Linked DNA regions of Sus scrofa: region 2 is linked to region 1. The links are chromatin contacts, called in public promoter capture Hi-C maps. All regions are on one chromosome and are shown on one strand. Each heading gives the region's core, a stretch centred on a gene start, on an enhancer-like site or on the middle of the called end of the contact. The rest is flanking DNA. Distances are from core to core; before and after follow the strand shown.

What was found. Promoter capture Hi-C pulls out the DNA fragments that hold promoters and counts their contacts.
Region 2: a contact with region 1 is called in a promoter capture Hi-C map of liver, with 6 times the contacts expected there. The contact joins the promoter of STIM2 here to the promoter of SMIM20 in region 1. A contact is called at or near these places in 1 of 5 promoter capture datasets (liver) and 1 of 47 Hi-C or Micro-C datasets (heart right ventricle).

The regions. Positions count from the first base shown.
Region 1 is chr8:19,698,797-19,702,854 of Sscrofa11.1, forward strand. SMIM20 (small integral membrane protein 20) reads left to right here and starts at 2,226. Exons shown (of 3, transcript XM_003356880.4): 1 at 2,226-2,471. The coding sequence starts at 2,363.
Region 2 is chr8:20,454,354-20,458,411 of Sscrofa11.1, forward strand. STIM2 (stromal interaction molecule 2) reads left to right here and starts at 1,990. Exons shown (of 15, transcript XM_003128897.6): 1 at 1,990-2,630. The coding sequence starts at 2,210.

The sequences.
Region 1 (4,058 bases), core at 976-3,475:
GCCAGCCATCTGCCAAGCTTGCTCACAAAGACAGTAGGGTATCATGGAAGAGCACATCAGATTCAGAATCGTGAGAGCTCAACCCTGGTCTTGACTCAGTCAATGGTGCGAGGTCTCTGGCTCTCTGTGACTTGATCTAAAAAATAGTGTAATCCTTGACTTGGAGCTCAAGGGGTGTTGAGTAAATGAAGTCACATCCATGGTGGGCTCATTTGAACACCTTCTGTTTTAAAAGACAGGACCCAACTCAAACAGGCTTCAGTGACAAGGGGACTTTATTAGTTCATGTTACTGAAAATCCGGTTTGGGCACAGCTGGATTCAGGGGCTCAAATATAATGTCAGCATCTGATTTCTCCCATCTCCTGGCTCTCCTTCTGCTGTACTCTCTCCATGCTCAGTATCTACATCGTGGTCCCCAGCATCCCTTCAAGAGCTGCATCCCTTCAAGTTCAAATCCAGCCTTCTAGTAGTTAGGATAGATTGTGGTTAGCTCAGTTTGGGTCACATGGCCAGGAGGATGCAGCCCCACTGGACAATCAGGCCTGGGTCCAGTGCCAGACAATCCCGTGATGAGTGGGGGAGCTTGGTCAGGCTTGGTTAAATGCTTAACCCTGAGAGCTGGGAGAGAGTAAAAATAGGGTGCATGGGAACCCCAGTTTTCTTCACAGATTGAGAATGGGAGAGGAGTGGTTTGCCAAAAGATAGTTGGGGTATTATTAATAGAAAAAGAAGTGGATGCTGGGAGGCTAAAATGACAAATGTGCAGTATACCTGAGTTTTTACATCACATGATATAAAGCAGGCATCGCAGCTTCCCTCTTTGCTATAAAGTCTTCTATCCTCACCCTAACAAGCTCCTGTAAGCACCCGAGGAGCAGTTATCTCACCTACAGTCATCTGTCTTCCTCCTCTGAACTTCTGCAGCCCCCAAGACTCCATCACTCATCAGCAACAGGCTGTGTCGGGTCATTAGCTGTCTTTTTATGTATATGTCCTGTCCCTCCATCCACATGACAGGATCCTGGAGAGCAAGGGTCATGTCTTATTCATCTTTGTGTCCCCCGTGGCACTTTGCCTGATGTTTGGGGCACAGCGGACAGTCCATAAATCTGCTGACAGATTGAATACCTGATTTATATGCTTCTGGAACCACAGAGGTACATAGTAGCTTGACTCAACTACAAAACTACAAAGAAAAGAGGAAACCTGTGACCTCCACACCATTTCCGAAAGATCGTAAATCTTTTCTGCACTAAATAATGATGCTGGGGTCAAGATTTGTTCCCCAGCCCCCAGCTGCTGGTATCATTCTTATTTAAAAACGATTGAGTGAAAGCCCAGGGAATCTTAGTCTCAGCTGTCCAGTACCGCTGGGTGGGTCATATACTGACACAGCCCCCCCCCAGAAACATGAAGGATGGCAATCACAGGAAGAGGAAGCAGATCTGTCCTCAGTGGCTTCCACCCCAGGCAACAAGGCAGAGCCCCAAGGTCCCATTAGTAGAACTGGCTGCTGGCTCCCTGCCCTGCACGGATCTCTATTCCCCATCCTCATTCGTAATCCTGACATCCAACAAAGGGAAGAGGGAGAGAGGAGAGCATGGAAGATCAGAGTCAGAAAAGATTTACTTGTAGTTTGGATGTTGCAATAATATTCCTCCCAAGCTAGCCTTGGTTCAGAAGCCCCTGCTGGCCATCCAGGGTCAGGCGATTTGCATTTGTCTCTAATCCCCTCAAACCGCCCTTAAGGCCAAGCAACTTGTTTAAATCATGCAGCCAAGACAGGATTTCCTCATCTGTAAAAGATATGTGGATTAAATCAATGAGCCCTAGAGAGCATCCACCTCTTGGTGGAGTCATGAAAATCAAACCAGTGGTGGAAGAAGGAAGTTTGGTTGGTAAAGGAGGGAGTGGTAACGAGGTCAGAAGAGTGTGGGTGGAGCGGCTGAGAGGTGAACCCGGTTTAGGGCAGGGGGCGGAACTGAGATCAAGAGCAATAAAAGCTCCACTCTCCATTCTCCCAGCTGGCGCTCGCCCTCCGGAGCCAGGCAGCCAGGCGCTGCCAGGCACCGCCCGGAGGCGGTGCGTGGGGTTACACGCCTCGCCCCTTCCTCCCCTAGTCCCACCCCCGCCCCAGCCCCACCCCCTGCCCTAGCCCCACCCAGTCCTAAGCCCCGCCTTCGGTGCCACCCTTGACCCAACCTCTTCCCGCCCCTGTTCCGCCTCCTAGCCCCGCCCACAAGGCCCGGAAGCAAAAGCCGTTTCTCCACTTCCCAGCCGGGTCACGACCCAGCGGGCAGGAGCCAGGATTGCGAGAGCTCGGTGTCCTCAGCGGGTCAGCGAAGGCCCGGTTCAGAGCCATGTCCACGAATCTGCGCACCGCGCTCATTTTTGGTGGCTTCATCACCCTGATCGGCGCCGCCTTCTACCCCATCTACTTCCGGCCCCTAATGCGGCTGGAGGAGTACCGTGAGTGACCTCTGACCACCACGCGGTGCCCTGGTCCCAGTGACTCCCTCTCTTTCCCCATCCTCTCCACGTGGGGCCTTGGGCAGAGCTTGGCTCGCGAGTCAGGGAGACCTGGGTTCGAATCCTTTGTGTGCAGCTTTGTGACCGTGGACAAGTGACTCCACCTCTTGGGCCCTCACTATCTTCATCAGTAGTTATGTGTTTCTGTAGTATCTTAAAATAAAACCGTCTAGCCTCTGCTGAGACTCAAAGGCAGTCTGCACGTCGTAGGTCAACACTAAATACGAGTTAATATTCATAGCTAACATTCACTGCAGGCTTCTATGTCTCGTTAATGCACATAGGATCTTTTAATTTACACCTTTTTTTGAGGTACATGTTGCTGTCTTACAGACGGGGAAACTGAGACTCAGGTTGTGTAACATGCCCAAAGTCACACAGCTGTTAGCGGCAAGACACGTATTCCAACCCAGGCCTCTGTCTCCAGAATTTCTTCCTTGTACTGAAGCTGGGAAGGTGATATTGGGGGAGGGAGGTGGGCCCTAATTGTCCTGAACTTGCAGATGTGTTTATTGCACTTCATTTCCGCTCCCAAAGATGTCTTTGATCAGAAATGTCTCAGAGCTAAACTGTTAACCTGAGGTTTTGGGTTTTTCCTCTTCTTTCTCCTCAAATCTTCCTTCAGATTCTGCTATCTTCCTTCATTTTAAGCTGGTTACTCACATGACAATGGTGAATATCCTGGGAGTAATTTTCTTCCTTAATCATTCCAGTCCTATCATTCTAAAAGCCACACTCCCCTTCCTTGAGACCTATACCTCAGCAAGGATTAGCACTTTGATACATCTGAAACCATCTGTCAGAGAGAAAATATTAGGCATTAGAGGCTCATTTTGTTCTCCAGGAAACCTGAATCATCTAGAAGATGGAAAAGGGCCAACCTTGCCCCTTGAGAATATCAGTGGAGGCTGTGAGCTTGGTGATTTGAAGGCAAAAGTGCTGTATAAATGCTCTGACCATTACAAATGCTACAACATCTGGTTTCTGAGGCAGAGCGGTTTAAGTACACACTCAAATTTCTTGTAGCTTCTTTTCATCAGTCAAGATTGAAATGGCCTCTGCACCCTGCCTTCCAGCCTATCTATCTACGTGACCACGCGTGACCACGCGTGACCACGCGTGACCACGCGTGACCACGCGTGGGGGTAAACATGGGACCTTGGAAGCCCTGCGTTATCTCTCTGTTTTATCCCTTCTTACTTGGTCCTTGCCCCGGGCTATTGTATTATAGCCCCTAGAGTTGAAGCTGGGACAAGGGAATCTACTTTGGATCCTACTTGAAAAGTTTCAGTTCTGAAGACTAGAGCCGTACCTCTCAACTGGGGATGATTTTTGTCCCCCAGGGGACATTTAGTTCTATCGGGAGACGTTTTTGCTGGTCACAAAATGGGTGGGGTGGGTGGAGTAAGTGTGCTCCTGGCATCTAGTGTATAGAGGCCAGGGTGCTGCTAAACTCTCTGTAATGCACAGGGCAGCCCCCACCCCTTAACAAAGAATTACCCAGCCCAAGATGCGAGTGGTGCCAGT
Region 2 (4,058 bases), core at 740-3,239, 760 kb after region 1:
CTGCTAATATGTATCTTCGAAAGAAAAAAAGAAAAAAGCCCATATGTCTTTGTTTAAAGAAGCTTGGCCAGAGTGATTTGTTAATTTGTTTGTAGTTTCATACTGCTGTTATTGCTATAACAGCTTGCTCTGCCCAATTTAACAACTGATTACTACCTTGTATTAGTCTCTAATTGTTTAATGGGTGTAAATTTTATCTCCTAAGCAATACTGTAAGATACCCCAGGTAGGGACTATGGTCTGTATCTTATATCTCTGAATACTGACGTATTTGACTTTTTCGAGTGTCTCTCTTATTGCCCTTTGACTCCCCACTACTGAGAACTATCTGGCATGTGCTGGGGACTTAGTTAATAGCGAATGAATGAAATATTGCCTTCTGGAGAGCAGGAAACAAGCCTGTTACTTCTTTATGTCTTCCTGCCTCTTTAGCAGAATTATCTCCTTTTGGAGGACATTCAGCAAATATGTGACTTGATTTCTGTGTTTTTCACCAGGGGAAACACCTATTTCCTGTTGCCTTGTAAAGAATTGCCACCTTAACACCAGGTCTATGAAGAAGTCATTGTTGATAGATTGATAAGCTTCAAACAAATTCTTAATTCTTTTCTCAAGTGTGCATCTGCCTTTCCACAGTTGGTGATACTCATGGTTATGGTGGCCAGGCTTCCTAGGAAGTTCTTTGGGAAATTGTGTAATTTGTGTATCTTCTTGGCTTGAGAACAAGCAAGCCAAAACCCAAATCCAACAACAGAAACCCAGTACCAAACGGGTATGGTATAGGGTTCTTAAGGACCTTTGTGCTTAAGAACCCTATATGCAAAAAATTTTTTTAAGAACAACACTCACAGCATATGGAAGTTCCCAGGCTAGGGGTCAATTGTGTTGGAGCACTGAGAAATGCCACAGCCACAGAAATACCCAATCCAGGGGGCAGGTGTCTGCGACCCACACCGCAGGTTCCTGGCATCACTGGATCCTTAACCCACTGATTGAGGCCAGTGATTGAACCCACAATCTCATGGATACTAGTGGGGTTCATTACCACTGAGCCACAACGGGAAATCCCTTATATGCACATCCTAAGTTTGTATCCCTGGAGAGAGAATGTGTGTGTGTGTGTGTGTGTGTGTGTGTGTGTCGCCAGGTGAAGTCTGAAACACCATTTTTCTGTCAACCTATTCAGCTGACAGCAGACTCCAAGGGGTGGGATGCGGTTAGGGAGGTGATGAGTTCAGGTAAGGTTTGACCATAGGAGAGTCAGAGGCTAGAGCAAATCCTGTTCAGTGGTGCGAATCTGACCGTGTCTCCCATTTGTTAGCTGCGGAAACTGGGGTAACAACATTTCTCGGCCTTAGTTTCCATTCCTTGTAAAATGGGGATGAAAACAACGAAACCACCACCTAACTTTTAGAATTACAACGTGTAAATTTGTAAAACGCTTAGGACCTCGCCTGGAATACTGACACGTAGCAGGAGTTTTAAGTATTGGACAAGTAAATAAAACGCTCGCTCTGCTAACCTCCGTTTCCACATTGCTAGCCTCTTTTAAGCCCCACCTATACCGAAATTCTGGAGACGCCAACGTTTCCGATTACAAGGTTTTCGGATCCATGCAATTATTTTTGCTGCCGTCTGCATGGCTAAAACTTGCCCAAAGGATTTCGGATGTTCTTATGCTTCTCTCCGCCCACTTCGTTCCCGCTTGCCCTCCCCGCCGCCTCTGTCGCAGTGGGGGCATGGGTCCGGGAGGGGGTATGCTCATCTTCCCCCCCATCCCCTTCCTTCTGTTTAGCGAAACCCTTAGAAACAACCCCGCGGCTCTCGAGTCCTCCCCGGAACGCCCCCGGGGGCGGGGCTCGGGCGTCGCGCAGGCCCAGTGCAGCGGCGCTGCGCCTGCGCTGTGGAGGGGCTGAAGGAGGCGGGGGATTGGTATGCGAGCGAATGTGTGAGGGGAGGAGGTGTCCGGGCCGAGCGTGGTACTACGACGGGCGCGGGCCGGAGGGGGCGGGGGGATGCGCCGCGGCGGCGGCGGCTGTGGCGGCGGCGGCGGCGCGGGCGCTGGGACTGGTGTTCCGAGGCGCCAGAGCAGCGGATCCCGGTCTCGCTGCCGCAGCAGCGGGGGTGCCGCGCGCGGCCTGAAGACGCCGTACCTTTTTGATCCTCACCCCCCCCCCTTTTTTTTTTTTTTTAAAAATAACCGGAACCAATGAACGTAGCTGGGACCCAAGATCTGGAGGCCGCCGGTGCGGACGGGACCAGGCTGGCGCCCTGCGGGAGCTGGCGTCTTAGGCGGCGGGGGCGGCCCGAGGAGTCGCAGGCGACGGCGGCGGCGGCACCTCGCGGAGCGGAGTGGCCCGTGGCCGGGGCGCCGCCGCGCTTTCCCCCCGCTCCTCCTCCGCGTCCTCATCCCGCCACGACGCCCGGCCCGGCCTCGAGCTGGCTGCTGCTGCTGCTGCTGCGGCGGCGCTGGGCTGCGCTGCTGGTGCTCGGGCTGCTGGTGGCCGGCGCGGCGGACGGATGCGAGCTGGTGCCCAGGCACCTTCGCCGGCGGCGGGCGGCTGGCTCTGCCGGGGCGGCCGCCTCCTCTCCCGCCGCGGCGGCGGGCGACAGCCCGGCGCTCATGACAGGTGAGGGCCCAGAGGGTGGCGGGTGGGGCTCGGCAGGACGCTGCGGGACCCCCCGTCTCCGGGAGCGGCCAGCGCCTCTGCCAGGTGCCTGTTATTCGACGGCCCTGGCCAGTAAGCGATGCCCAGCCGGGTGCCCAGACGCTGGCGTCCTGGCCGCTGCTTCGTCGCGATCCCCTGCACTCCGGACGCCTTCCCTCTTCCCCCACTGACTCCCCGCCCTCGGCAGAGCCTCTCGAAGGCACCCACTTAGGTCTGCTCCTCGGTGTTCCACGCTGAGCAATGCGGTGGTTTCTCTTCCGTGCCGCAGAAGAGCCAGCAGGGTCTGCAGAGCAGGGTACTGGGCTGTGTGTTTTTTGTTGTTGTTTTGTTTTTCTTTTGGAGACTGCTTGAAAAAGTCAGCAGCAGCAGCAATGCGGTATTGAGTCTGCCTCTGGTGTTGCTTTTGCAAAGGCAGCTGGCAGCGAGTCTCACCGGTTCAGAGCCCCACTGAGCACAGTATCCCAGGGGAGTCTGCTAGAGAGGATTCTTTGAGAGCCATAATACCTAGCAGTATTAGTGGTCCCTAATTAGTATGCAGAAACCTCTAAGTCTAATGTGTATTTTTTGAGAGGTGAGAGGAAGACTTTTTCAGTGATGGATAGTATTTGCTAGTGGGAGCATCACCGGGTGACAAAGGGTGCAGAAAGCTCAGCAGGTAACCAGGAGTATACCTACAATTTACTTGGTGCAGAATGTTCAGTGCTTGTATTCGAGCAGCACAGTTCTGATACACTGCATCAGCACCTTTTAAAAAATATGGAACATTCTTGAAATTATTGAAAACTTGCGAACACGTGTGGTAAAGTTAGGTAGCCGACTGAATCCTTTTAAAGCTTTCCCTTGTCCTGTACAGTTGGTAGGTTGTGGTTTAAGTAATGTAAGGATCTTGAAATGGGTTTCTTTTACGAAAGTAGTGGAGTGAAAGTAAGCTTTGGGGTTGTACTTTGTTTTTAAAAGTAATCTGTAGATTTTACATAATTGCAGAACTAAAAAGGAAAAGTAAATGACACAAGATGACCCATCATTCATTTATCAAAAGTGGTAGTCCAGCGGACGTTTGAAAGTTACCAACAGCTGCTGTGAGCGGTGCTCAGGAGCTGTGTTCTTTAGAGCAAGGCAGCTATTCTCTGGGTTCTCTGACAGGATGTTTACTGTGAGGAGGCTGTCGGTACACTTTCCAAGCTCTTTGGAACTTGTAGTGTATGGAACTTAATGATCAGACTATTTAACTTGCTTTATTTTACCCTGAAATATATCAAGGTATCTGCCCCTTACATGGAGCTTGAAACATCAAACCTATCCCTGGGTAATTTTGATAAAATGATTTACAGAATGGTCAGTATCAGGAGTGTAATGTGGTTTGAGAGGATAAGTTGGGTGGTATTATTC